2 separate regions of the Zea mays genome follow, and region 1 is linked to region 2. Evidence: chromatin contacts called from public Hi-C data. All regions are on one chromosome and are shown on one strand. Each heading gives the region's core, a stretch centred on a gene start, on an enhancer-like site or on the middle of the called end of the contact. The rest is flanking DNA. Distances are from core to core; before and after follow the strand shown.

The links. A called contact is a pair of places that touch in the nucleus more often than the background predicts.
Region 1: a contact with region 2 is called in a Hi-C map of leaf, with 6 times the contacts expected there. The contact joins the promoter of LOC100282511 here to the promoter of LOC100857067 in region 2. A contact is called at or near these places in 9 of 25 Hi-C or Micro-C datasets (bundle sheath, ear, endosperm and 2 more).

The regions. Positions count from the first base shown.
Region 1 is chr9:118,568,120-118,574,932 of Zm-B73-REFERENCE-NAM-5.0, forward strand. LOC100282511 (ATP binding protein) reads right to left here and starts at 1,580. Exons shown (of 10, transcript NM_001155420.2): 1 at 1,371-1,580; 2 at 1,008-1,264; 3 at 791-926; 4 at 366-499; 5 at 25-130. The coding sequence starts at 1,455.
Region 2 is chr9:118,433,933-118,440,782 of Zm-B73-REFERENCE-NAM-5.0, forward strand. LOC100857067 (NAC transcription factor) reads right to left here and starts at 3,949. Exons shown (of 5, transcript NM_001371429.1): 1 at 3,301-3,949; 2 at 2,487-2,762; 3 at 2,160-2,378; 4 at 1,808-2,085; 5 at 1,071-1,691. The coding sequence starts at 3,381. The coding sequence ends at 1,598.

The DNA.
Region 1 (6,813 bases), core at 330-2,829, 130 kb after region 2:
CAGTAAACACCAAGGGGGTCTTACCAGTTCGTAGAAACTCTGGTGGAGTGTAAGCCAGGTTAGTGCTATAACTTTTCCCATCACGGCTGTTCTTCATTAATCCAAAACTTGACAAGCGGGGATCACCTTCCTGATAGGGAATAGAAATTGATTACAACAGGTGAGGTATTCTTTAGGCAGCTAAGATAATCAATTATAACAGGTGAAAAATCACATTGGCAACTTCATATGACAGTAAAATATTCCAACATAAACCTTACAGATAAAAAAAATATTTTCACAGAAGAAAATGTAGTTACAATGGAAAAGCCAGCAGAAAAAAAATGTAGTAAAAACTAGGAGGTGTCAGCAAACCTGTTGTGTACCTCATCAAAAAGTACCCTATAAGCATTCAAATCATGATAGATTTTCCTGTTCTCAGCATTGCAATGGTCGAGAGCTTGCGCAATGAAATATGCAACCCTCAGCCTCATTTCCCATGGTAACGGCTGCTTATCCCCTGAAAAAAGGCAGTGCAGAGCAGAGTCAATCAAGGGAGACAAGGTGGACAGGACACACCCACCTAGTCCGGGCAAACCACACTTTTGCAAGATCTGTGTAGGTCAAATGCAGCAATGGTGAAGGACATAAGGCGCATTAAGTCATTGTGTTAATGCAGAGGAGATTGAGATTCAGGGTTGGTGTGATGCGCCCACGGTCACCGTAGCCGTAGACGACACAACTCCAGCCCGCGAGGCCCGTATATAACAGAAAAATGCTGGAGTATCCCTAGCAGGTGGAGAGCACGTACAGTGGAAGAGATGCTTGGACAGGGTGTCGTTGGGCATGTACTCGGCGACAAGCAGCCTCTCGTCACCCTCGGCGCAGCAGCCAATGAGGTTGACGAGGCGCTTGTGCCGCACCTTCCCAACGCCCGCCGCCTCCGCCTGCAACAGCAGCAACACTGCATCACATTGCGAGATCCAAGCTGGGAGGAAACCAGACGAAGCAAGCAACGCAAATCATACGAGGAACTGCTGCGGGTCAGGCCAGGAGAGGCGCGAGAAGCGCTTGACGGCGATGAGCCGCCCGCCGTCGAGGCGGCCGCGGTAGACGGCGTTGGGCGCCTTCTCGCCGCTCTCGGAGACGATGAGGTCGGCGCTGAATCCCTTGGTGGCGGCGCGCAGCTCGGCCAGAGCAAACTCCCTGAACACCGGCACCGCGCGCTTCACAGCCTCCTTGTCGTCACCGTCGCCTTCCCCGTCGGCGCCGCCATTCGCCGCCTCTGCCATCCGATTGGACACAGCAGCCAGACGCAAGCACGCGCCGCGGATTAGATGGATTCGGCGGGGTTAGGGTTTAAGCGGCGGCGGCGGGGGCGTGACGCTTACCAGGATCTGCAGGCTTGTCGGCGGGGAGAGCGGCGGCGTCGTTGGGCGGCAGGGGCCCCGCCACCTTCGACTGGAAGCATCCCATGGGCGGGAATGGAGATCTAGGATGATTAGCGAAGCAAGATCAATCTGGCCAGTGGGAATGGGAGTGCGAGTGTGCGAGAGCGTGAGCTCAACTCGACTCCAGTCCAGCGCGGGGTAGTGTGGAATGGAGCAGCAGCCGCAGACTGAGCTCCTGATGAAGGTGGGAGTAGGAGGCACGAGGCAGGGCACCGAGAGAAGCGCGGCAGTACACAGGGGTTGCCGGGTGGGGATCCGGTAGGTAGGTGCGCCCGCAACACCAAGCCTCCCCACCTCCGGCTTTCTTTCGTTTTTATAAAAATAAAACTAAGGGTGTGTTTGGTGTGGCGCCTAAGCCGTCACATGCCACACTTTTAAGCCACAAGTGTTCACACTTGTGGCTTAAAAGTGTGGCGCGGTGTGGCGGCGCCGCCCCAAACACGCCTTAAATATCTCTAAAAAATCTCGTGCCATTACTATTACTTTTCTAAATAAATTTCGTACAATTTAAGGTGGTGTGTCATTTCGTCTGACTGAAATGAACGGTTTCCCATAAAAAACGTGGAAGGTTGGCCGCCACACTTGTGGCTTAAAAGTGTGGCACGATGTGGCGGCTTAGGCGCCACACCAAACACGTCCTAAATACCTCTAAAAAATCTTGTGCCATTACTATTACTTTTCTAAATAAATTTCGTACAATTTAAGGTGGTGTGTCATTTCGTCTGACTGAAATGAACAGTTTCCCATAAAAAACGTGGAGGGTGGCTCCCGTCCCCACCCCATCCACGCACCTTAAATCTTAAATTCATGCTTTCCATTCATATTTAAATACCTCCTCAAATACTCTTCACTCACTTTTTCTCCAATCATTCCTTAGCTCCTCTTTTGATTTTCAAATGAACTATTTGACTGTTTATATTAGGTTTTAAAGTTTTAAAAATACTACAATATTTATAGTACAATAATATATATTGTTATCACGTAATTGAATTTAAAAATTAATTTCACAATTAATGTATTTATTAACGAAAGGACATGTTTGGTTCGCTGACTCGCCTGCCACAGTTTGTCACATCTAAGATTAGATATGTTTAATCGAGTTAGGTGTGTGTTTGTTTTGTAACCACAATTGGGACGAAAATTTTCTCCTCCTATATAGACCCCGCTCGTCAATGTGGCATAAAGTGTGGTAAAATTTCCTTAAACGTGTCTACATAATTTAATTGCCTAACCTTACAAAGGTGTGGCGGAAAATACATGGGATTTTTTGGCACCTAAACATGCAACTAAACATGACTATGCCCCGTTGCAGGACATCGGTCACCAAACGTACGCGCTCGCAAGGGGGTGTGAGCGTGGGTGTGACCGTGTGAGCCTTCGACTATCTCTAATAGGTAGTGTAAAATAGCGAATGTGAAACTGTAGACGACACTGTTTGACAATATTCGCAGAGTAAAGCTTAAAATAGCGGGTGCCATAGAAATGGGATAAAATATCTGCTAGAGATAGCCTTATCTCGACTCCTAAAATTAAATATATTTGTTTTTAATTAAATATATAATACAATATTAATATGGGACTCCATAAAACTTGGTGTTTGAATTTTTAGCTTTCTCACGGACGAAGGTTGTTACATACTGTATTTTATATAGCTTTGATTCGTTCTGATTTATGTAAGACATAATATATAACTTGCGGTTAGTTAGAAATCTGTTAGATAAAATCACAAACCCAACGACTCTGATCCGTGTTGGCAAAAAAAATAACAATTATTTTTATAGTTAGATAAAAACAAAAGTAATAGATCATAATATAAAGATAAATAATAAAATCCTAAAAATATTGATGTACTTGTATTATATTAGTTTGTTATCTGCAATCATATTAAATTTAGACAACTAAAATACAGAAAAAAGGATATTAAAAACTAGAGTACATAATTAAGATTCTCAGATGGACAATTGATTCTGTTTTTAAACTACATTTATTTAAAGATATATAGATTGTTAATATTTTTTTGTAAACTTAATTAAAATTAAAAAGGTTCACCAATAAAAAATTATACGATGGATAAAATATAGTAGTGTTTAGTCTATCTCTAACTGTTTATTCTTTTTTATCTTTTATTTTAAATTCTACTTTATAAACTGTCTATCTTATACTAAAATATTTTTTCCACTATACACGATCTACTCGCGTTACCTTCGGATCAGGGAGTGGGAGAGCAATGAGCAAGGAGACCAAGACCAATGGAACGCACGGCATTGGCGTGCCTCTTTTGGGCTCATGTTCCGACATGCAACGAGTTTGGTACGAATTTAAGAGTCAAAAAATAATGTTGACAAACTTCGAGAAGGTTGGTTTTATTTTTGTAATAATATTTTATATATCCTAAATTATAAATTATTCTATTTTCTTTAAGAGTCAAAAGTCAAAACATCTAAAACTCACCAAAACTATAGAGAAAATCATGAGGATTTGTGATGCTAAATAAGCATACTATAAAAACATAATTAATACCGAATCTAGTTATATTTATTTAATATCATAAATATCGTTATTTTATTATATAATCTAAAGATACTTATTTAGTAACATATAATAATTATTATATTATACAGATTTAGTCAAACTTAAGATGTTTTGACTATTTAAAAAAGTTAGAATAACTTATGATTTAAAGTAAATGGGTGCTAATTATTAGTATTGTTAGTTTGTGAGGAATAGGATGGCAATACATCAACATATTCTATTAAAAATAAGAAGTAAATATATATGACGAACTAATTCATTCTTTTAAATCATACAGTCATATAAATTCCTTGTTTTGATCCTTGCCGAACACAATCGTTTTGAGAACAATCCTGAGTCCTGAGTCTCCTGACCGGTGCCCTTCTTTTTTACTGGGGGAGTTGCAAAGCTGCAAGCAAAACCTGCAAGGCCTGCAAGGCTGCAACGGAGCACACAGCGCACGAGCGCGAGCCGGCAGCACCGCAGCAGCGGCGGGCGGCAGCAGCATGCGGGCAGAATGGCGATCGCCTCCATGAGATGGCATGCCGGGACCACACGCGTCTCAAACGTCGCTGTCGCAGGCTCGACACGTGGGCTTCCTGCAGCGCCGCGCTGTTCTCTGTTCCGCAGGGCCCCACTGTTACCTTTGCCTTCACCCTCTCGCTCCGGCAGAGGCCCACCCGTCAGAGCTGACGCGACGTCACTACGAGCGGGCCCCACAGTCTGTGGGCTGTGGCAGCCGCGCTAAATTCAAGTCAGCGCTCGGTTTCGCAATCGGTTGTGGGCTTGTGGCTGGTCCCATCAATAGCCAGCGAGCACCTAGCGCTGTGATTCCGAATAGGATGGAAACAGAAAACTCTCCGTCAGTGCCTCCCTATTTATATCTCTACGACCAAAAAATTTATCTAGAAAAATCCTCATAAACATTTACGGAAACATTTCTTCCTAATCTCTATTTCTCACTGGGATAAATCTCTCACCCAGTTTGAATCATTGAAATTTAATTTCATTCTAATAATAATAATTTAGGAACATATCAATTATGGAGTGTTTTGATCCATTCATTTTGGAGGAATTAGAATTTACTTTAATAAAATAACTTATTTGGCTTAAAATTTAACATTCCATCACTTTAGATATAAGTCTATCTTAAATTTATGAGGTGGAGAATGAGAAATGGTTTTATGTATCGGTAGAATGTATTTATACTCTGCAACATATAGGACGTTCTTCAGCTCACTACTCTATAGTAAAAATATAGCACATAAATATCTCCGATATTTTGATAATAATAGTATATATAGATATATTTTGTATAAAACCATGTTAGCTTAATTAATATGTGACTAAATTACTATTATTAAAATGAAATTCAATTCCAAAGATCCAAACGGGCCTTAAGTTAATTCGAATTTATACATAATATATTTGTATACTATTATTAACAAGATGTCGGAGATATTTATGTGCTATATTTTTATTATAGAGAAGTGATCCGAAGAGCGTCTTGTAGAGTAGAAATAAATTCTACTCATACATAAAATAATTTCTATCTTCCACCCTATGAATTTGAGATAGTCTTATATCTGAACTTTGGAAAGTGGTGGAATGTTAAATTCCAAGCTAAATGGATTACTTCATTACGTAAATTTCAATTCCTCCAAAATGAATGAATCCAAACACCCGTGATGGAATTTCGTCTCCATTTAAATTATAACTATAACATACTTCATTTGTTGTTAGCAAAATATTATCACTTATACATATTGTCAGATGTAAAAATCATTATATGTACATCAAAATAAACATATTTGTACAATGAATAAGTGAACTCTTTACAATTTATTTTTATCATTAACTATTAAAAAAACATCGTGACATATGAGTTTAACAGGTCCCCTAGAAAACGGGGATAAGAAATGTTTCTCCATCCTCGTTTACGTTCACTCATCGAATGAGAAGTTAAAAATTTGTCCATCCACTAATGTAAGATCCACTAATGTAAGAATTCCCGTGGGAACGAAGCCCTTACCATTCATAATTCTGAATCACATGGCACCAGATACCGTCTTGTTTGGCTTTGGTTTATGAAACAGTTTTACCGATAGAATTGAATCTATTTTGAATTTTTGATAGATTGTTCGGCAAAACAGCACGTTTTCATATGAGAGCTTCACGAGCTGAGACAAATTTTGTTTTTTCCGCTTTCGAAGCTCCTCGGCATTCCGTCCCAACTCCCAAACGGCCCCGACGTAGGCTTGATTCATTAGGCTTTAATGTGGAGTATTTAACAAATCAAATTCTGCCACTAATTGCGCCTCCGGGTTGTACAAGTATATCATTTGGTCAAGATTTGGGGGCCTGCTTTGATCTTTGATTCCCAGCTAGAGGGGCAAAGGCTGCAATTATCTTATCTAAAATCCCCGGAAAATAAGTAGTATGTTACCTTTACTTTAAAATATTTGGCATCGTGACATCATTGGAATCTTCACATATTTTCTTTATCTAAAATTATTGTAAGTCAAATAATCTTAAAGTTGACTAAATCTAAAGAAAAGTTAGAATTATCTTATCTAAAACTAGGTGAGTACCCGTGCGTTGCAACGGAAACACATAATACCATGATAACTTATATACAAAATGTGTCTTATATTGTTATAAGAAAAATGTTTCATAATTTATTTGTAATCCTAGCCATACATAAATTTTGTTATTTTAATTTAGTTGTTTCACTACTACTGTCGGGTACCATAATTAGGGGTACCCTCAACACTCCTAAACTCGGCTCGTAATTACTATCAGCACAAGCTGCAGAGACTGATGGGCGCAATTCAGGTCAAGGCTTCGTCTACTCAGGAGACACGATCCCGCC
Region 2 (6,850 bases), core at 2,699-5,198:
TGAGGACGTCGAGGATGGGGCAGACGCGCGATGAGGACGAGGAGCGACTGTCGCGGCGGCGGAGGCGGGCGGGTGCATCACGAGCAAGTGACAAGCGAGGGCACACTGTACCGATTCGCTATCTGGGCCGCACCAAACATCGCTGGAATATGGGCCACATGAAGATTTTAGCCCAGGACACCAGCATTGTTTGTGGTGCTTTCTTTACTATTGTGGTTAGTGCCATACCGGCTAGTGAAACAGGCAGAGAACGGCTTATAAGCGTTGGTGCAGCCCCAAATGTTAACTTGCTAGCGGCTCAATGGCGTTGGTAGAGAACGATTTAGGTAATGTTGTAGATATTTGTTTTGCTTGGCAAGGAAATGGATCTGCTGGGTTGCATGCGTTGGGAGGGCGAGGGAGCAGAGCTGCGCATTGGGCCCGACGTGGGAGGCTGGGAGGCAGAACCGTGCACTATCCGGGTGTGGACGTCTACACTCTCCTCTTATATAGTAGTAGAGAATAGACTAGGCATCAGCATCAGCATCACCGTCAGGCCTCGACCTCGATAGAAAATATACAGGGGCCAAAACCAACAGCCAACAGGGATTCCTTCTCCAAGTTGGTGCGGAGAGCCGGAGACTGATGAAATGGGGAGCGCGCCACTTGCGATTGGCAATCACTTGCTGACGAGGGCTGCTCGCCGCCCTTTGTGTCTTTTCGCCGTCAGATTCGCAGAGGGACGGTGACCAATTTTCCCCCTTCCCTGCTTTTATTCATATTTTCTCACCCCCGTCCCGCCCTCCAATTTCTTCAACAAAAAAAAACTCTCCCAATCCCCTTTGTGTCATGAATACGGAATAACAAAGTGTTCAGAAAGCAGCTCGCAGCTTTCCTGACCGGCCGGCCGGCGACGGCGAGGCACAGCGCACTGCTTCGGGAATCGTTGATACTGAATTACACTGTAATCTATTCTCTACCACCTTACTACTTGCATTTATATATAGTTTCTCCTTTTCCACAAGTTTTTTTTCTTCCAATTGTGAGCGTACTGGGTGGAGTGGGGAGATCAGTTCATGTGCCAATTGGCAGTTTATTTTGCGTTGCTTGTCCTGATGCATCCCATGCCTTTTTTTTAGGCGTGATACAAGATACATGGCAATTGGGAACAGCATGTGTGCTTTAACACGATATGCCATGGAATTAAGAATGGTTAGTAAGGCTACAAAGCATGGCAATACTGCATTAGCTCTGTCGTATACAGAACAGGGCAGGTCAATCACACAAGTACTACTGCTAGTACATGTAACTAGTAGTAGGTGGTGGTGCAAATGACACACGCATGAGAATTCAGGAAGAAGTGACACACGGCCGTCGTACACAGCACCAGTGCTACAGAGAAGACCGCACGGTAAATAAAATGCCATCACTCTGTCTGTAGCCAACACGAGTGAACTCCCCAGTACGTAGTATCTCCCTTTCCCTGGCTGTGAAAAATATAATCGCCATTTCTGGGAGAGCAGAGGTCACTTTTTATTTCCCAGTATGAACATCTTGAGTTGATCAGAGCAGCATTTACCCCTGTGCTGTGCATTGGGTTCAGAAGACGATCCTGTTGTCATCCGAGAAGAAGAAGGCCGCCAGCAGGTCGTCGAAGCCGTCGCTCGCCTGCCGGCACAGCGTCGCCGGACTCGCCGCCGCCATGTCGGCACCTGCAGAGAGACGTCCATACACGCACGGCCGGCCGGGCCGCCGTCGAGGTCACGACCGATCGAGTAACCAACAAACAGGCGATTTCATTTCAGGCTAGGATGAGTAGTACACCTACCACTCGAGAACGTGCTTGGGCAGGCGAAGCTGTCCCATTTCAGCTCCTGCTCCGAGACGCCGCCCATCCCCATTCCCACGGTGTCGAACAGGTGCGCGTGCGAACGCGCGCGACTCGGCCGCGGCGGGGAGGAAGTCGCCGTCGCCGCCGATGGAAAACGTGTCGTGGGGAGACGGCACGATGAGCAGGGGCGTGGCCAGTGCGCTCGACGGCAGCCCCGCAGTGGTGGCCGTCGCCGTCGCCGTCGTCGTCACGCCGTACCCGTACCCAACGGGGCTCTGCAGAATCGTATCAGGTGCAATTCATTTCATTCTACTATATACTAGGGAGAGGTTCTTGATCCTTGTGGTACCTGGAACGCGTTGCCGGATCCAGCCATGGTGCCCACGTCCAGTGTAGGAGGAGGGGTGAACGACGCGCTGAGCTGGTCGTTGCTGACGAGGGACGAGCTGCTGGAGACCTTGCTCATCTGCCCTGATCTCGCGCTGCCGGCGGCTCCTTTCGCGTAGCTCTCGCCCTGCGGCAGCCCGCCCTCGTGCCGCTTGATCACGCGGCAAAGCGCGTAAGCACCCTGCAGAGCGAAAGGATACACAACGTAACGGTTATAGGTATATATATATGCATGCATGTATAACAAAAGAGAAGAAAAGAAAAGAAAAAGAAGAAAACAAGACGTAACGATGAAGTTGCAAGTGCCGTGGGCGAGGTCCTGGCAGAGGCGGTACTCGTGCATGACCCAGGCGGTGCGCTCGCCGCCCGGGGCGCGGCCGCGGTAGAAGACGAGCGTCTTGCGGAGGCCGTAGACGCCGCCGTCGCAGGCGATGCGGCGGTCCTTGCCCGTGGCCTTCCAGTACCCCGTGGACGTGGCGCGGTTGGTTCGCGACCCGTTCGGGTACTTGCGGTCGCGCGGGCAGAAGAAGAACCACTCCAGGTCACGCCTCGGCAGAAGCGACTTCTCTGCACGCACGCACACGCGGCGGCAATATAATTATATATCATCCATGTAAATGTAATACAAATTACAGTAATCAATTGCTACCGCACAGTACAAACTTTGAGTAAAAACTAGTATAATTGTCCTCTCATTTTTATATATAGGAGTATCATTTTCCTTTTTCGATAAAAAGGAAGCTTTATTAAAAAACACTTTTTTTATATATATAGGAGTATCGTTTTTTCTGCTCTGAGCAACATGCTTCTTTCTTTTGAAAAGGCGACTCTTATCTGAAACCGGCCTAGAGAAAAAAGGGGCAGATGCCCGGGAGAGAGGTGGTCTTTTTTACTTTCTATTCTGCTAGTGCTAGCTGATTCAATCCAAGTGACATTCGTCGAACATGTTCCTTTGTGTTCATTTCAACCATGCATCTCGTGTTTTCACTAGCTTGTTTCTGGGAACGAGATCAACAACAGGACACACCTGGTAGCTCCCATGGCTCGGATTTGTAGAGATGGACGACGGGGATGACCTCGAGATCGATCTTGAGGTTGTCCACCTTCCTCTTGAGGTAGTAGCCCACGAGCTCGTCGTCGGTCGGGTGGAAGCGGAAGCCGGGCGGCAGAGTCATGGCGCCCATTGCGTGTTTTGTGTGTGTGTGTGTTTTGGTTCAGGCAGCAACAGCTAGCCAGGATATGGATGGTAAGAAAGAGCTGAAAGATGAGTACTTATATGTGGGACGCGATCACGGACAGGAAGAGGAGGAAGAAGAAGCGGCGGCGGCCGCAGCAGCAGCAAACATAATAATGCTGCCGCCGACGACGACCCAACAGGCCAACACTAATAACGGACCTGGAATATAATGTCAACTGCCAGGTAAATATTTCAGGCAGGTGATTAGGAGCAGCTGGTGTGCGTAGACGACAGTACTAGAGCTAGCTAGCTAGCGGCGATTGTTTGGATTAATGGCAATGGAGCAGGAGGAGGGGGTGTCTGTTGAAGACGTGGAAGATCCAGAAATAGAAGCTCTTCCTACTGTGGAGGAGGAGAAGCGCTTGCGCGGGGGCGGTGTTGAACTTGAAGAAGAAGCTGCCGGAGTCCAAGAACATTATCAGGTTCACCGCCTAGCTAGCTAGATTAAGCTACCAGCCAGCCAGATTAAGGGCTGTTGAGGGTTGACGATGCTGCTTCAAGTTGAAGAGGAGGCGAGGAGAGGGAGAAAGGAGGAGGAGGGGGGTGAGAAGCCGCGGGGCGATGCCGTTTATATAGACACGGACACGGACACGGAGGTCGGAAACTGGAAATGGAAAGCGAGGGCGACGGTCGTCCGAGCGAAGCAATTCCAAACTTCGCCCTTGTCGTCGTCCTCGTCGTCGTTGTTGTCGCGCCGCCAAGCAGCAGACGTACGCCTCCTGTTTCACACGTTTATGGCGGCAAAACCGCTGGCTGGGATTCGGTTAGCTAACCAACGCACGCAACGTGTCAAGCCCTCGTGTCGTACGTGTGCGTGCATCCAGCAGTGCAGGCAACGTGCTCAGCAGCACGTGCCTTGGTGTTTCATTTCCAATTCATTCATTCAGACGTTGAAGGCAGTGTTCTGAATCGCCGACTAGGAAGCCGAAGCAGGACGCCAGGTCACATGAAAGGAGAAAGCACGCGTGCGGTGTGCAATGTCATGTGCTGCTGTGTGTGTACCGCTCCTGCGCCTTTGTCGTAATCTATTCAAGTTTCTCGCCGTCAGGGATGGATCCGCTCTATTTCCAACTATATAGCTTTGGAAACCAAACGCTATCAATGGTTCTAACGTCATGGGTTATATATGCGACTGAAGTGCTGACGCAATGACTTGGAGGACCTTTTTAAAAAGAATGGTGACATATATATGTATAGGTGGGTGCCCGTGCGTTGCAACGGAAACATATCATCAGCATAGAGAACGCAGCTCCTACCAATCTGGTATCAAAGGTCTCGACGATCATGAGCTCTGCCGCTGCCTCCAGGCAGCAGCCGCCGCCAGCATCAGGCGGCCCCCCAGCAACGTCCAGCGTGCTGGTCGTAGCCCCTGCTTCGTCGGGAGCCATGATGTTTGGCCGATAATCCCCCAAATACCCAACCTCCTTGCCGGGCAGCGCCACTGGGGGCATGACGGCCCCGCAGCCAATGGAACATTGTACGACGTGGTAGACGGGCTGCTCTCCCAAGAGCGCAGCAGCCTGCTGCCCCACGTAAATGGACAAACAAAAATGTTATTGCTACAAACTTATGATCAGATAGACAAACAAAAAAACAATGTAAATGATATATAAAGTTGTTATTACGAGTAAGTTAGAAAGCGCTACAACAATACGACAACCCCATGAGGCCATGATGCACAATAACAGAGATCCACTATGCATAAAACTCCCAAGTGAACAACGCATGTGATGAATCTGCTACTGACGCTAGAGCTGTCAATGCTCCCCCGTGCACCATTTGCTTGCCATTCTAGAATATGAACATGAGCAGTTAGCATTGTTTACTAACCATGATAACAAATATATTTGAAGCAACCTGAAACCTAATTCAACACAAGTAATTGCGTACATGAAGAATAACAAGTAATTTATTCACGATTCTGTCCAGGTAAGGCGTCAAAAATTCTGGTGTACAATTCTCACTAAAATTCAAAATCGCCGAAACATCATGTGCCTATAAACAAGAAGAGCAATACAGGTCAAAATAGATTGCCAGGTCCTAAGATGTATGACATGAACATGTAATCAAGTATAGTAGAATATAGGCATACAAATTGTATAAACTTAATATCTCAATGCACACAAAAGACTTAAACAACATTCAGTTCAGAGGTCTGGCATACATAAAGTTATAGTAGTTGCTTGGTAATCAAATTACTTTTTTATCGAAGAAACTTGTAAGCTCAAAGATCAAAAGGGATTTGTTTGACATTTAGATGTGCTAGCTGCTCACATATATTTATATTTAAAACATGTAAACCACACACAAACCATATTGGTCTACATCAACCTGTTTATTGATGCAACATCAATTAAAAATGTGATGTCTTACAATTTTTAATAATAGGCAAATATATCGACAACCGTACATTAATCTAATCTTTTTTAGCGATATTGATAAGTCGTTGTTGTATGTTTGGCGGGATGGCATAGCGGCATGAATTGTCCTCGTAACTTAATAGATCAATTACAAAGTTCCTTCGAAGAATCTTTGCATCCTACACACAAAGACATAAGAGAACAAAACATCAAAAATTTATATTATGTAACTGAAATATATGTTTTAACATGAAACAAACGTACTCCACTCACCCTATCAAATTCCATTCGTCTAGCACTCCCCCACATGACCATAACTTATAGAACGAAGTAGTTGATATTAACCCTACAGAATAATGTTTGGCTAACTATATTATATACAATGGTTATCATAGAAAAAATTTAAACTGTTGAGAACATAGTGTTGAGAAAATACCCTTTTAAGCCAATCGGGAATTTAACTTCAACTCGAGCGACAATACTATACTTCCGTTGTAGCCCATAAAAATCTTCATCACTATAGTCGTCGAACAACCTGAAGCTATATTCAACATACGACTAAATAACGTTCATAAATTTGATAGCGAAATCTTGTGTTAACTATTGTTTATAATATAACTTACATAGGCATCATGTTTTTCTTGTCCAATGCAACTCTTGTACGGTTCAATACAGCTGGCTCCATCAAAACCTTTTATCATTTGAAAATATTTTAAACTAAATTGTAAAATGGTCCAATGCATTGATATAGCACGACATAGGAGCAATGTGGGTTGGTTGGTTGAGCACTTATTTTAGACTGTAGGTGTGACTGTGATTAAGGCTTGTCGTTCACGAGTCTGCGGCTCATGCAGAGGTGGATGGCATGCATGATTGCGTATGACGGATTTGTATTGCCCAGTTGGATGGCTACACCATAGTATTGGACTGTCGTTGCAGAGTTATTTTCAATGAATTATTGAAGTGACAAATTTGTGCGATTTCTGGTACATTTCAGATTGTGCGGATTTGGTAAAGGGAGCCAAGGACAAGCATTTGAGGGTTAAGGGGCCTGTC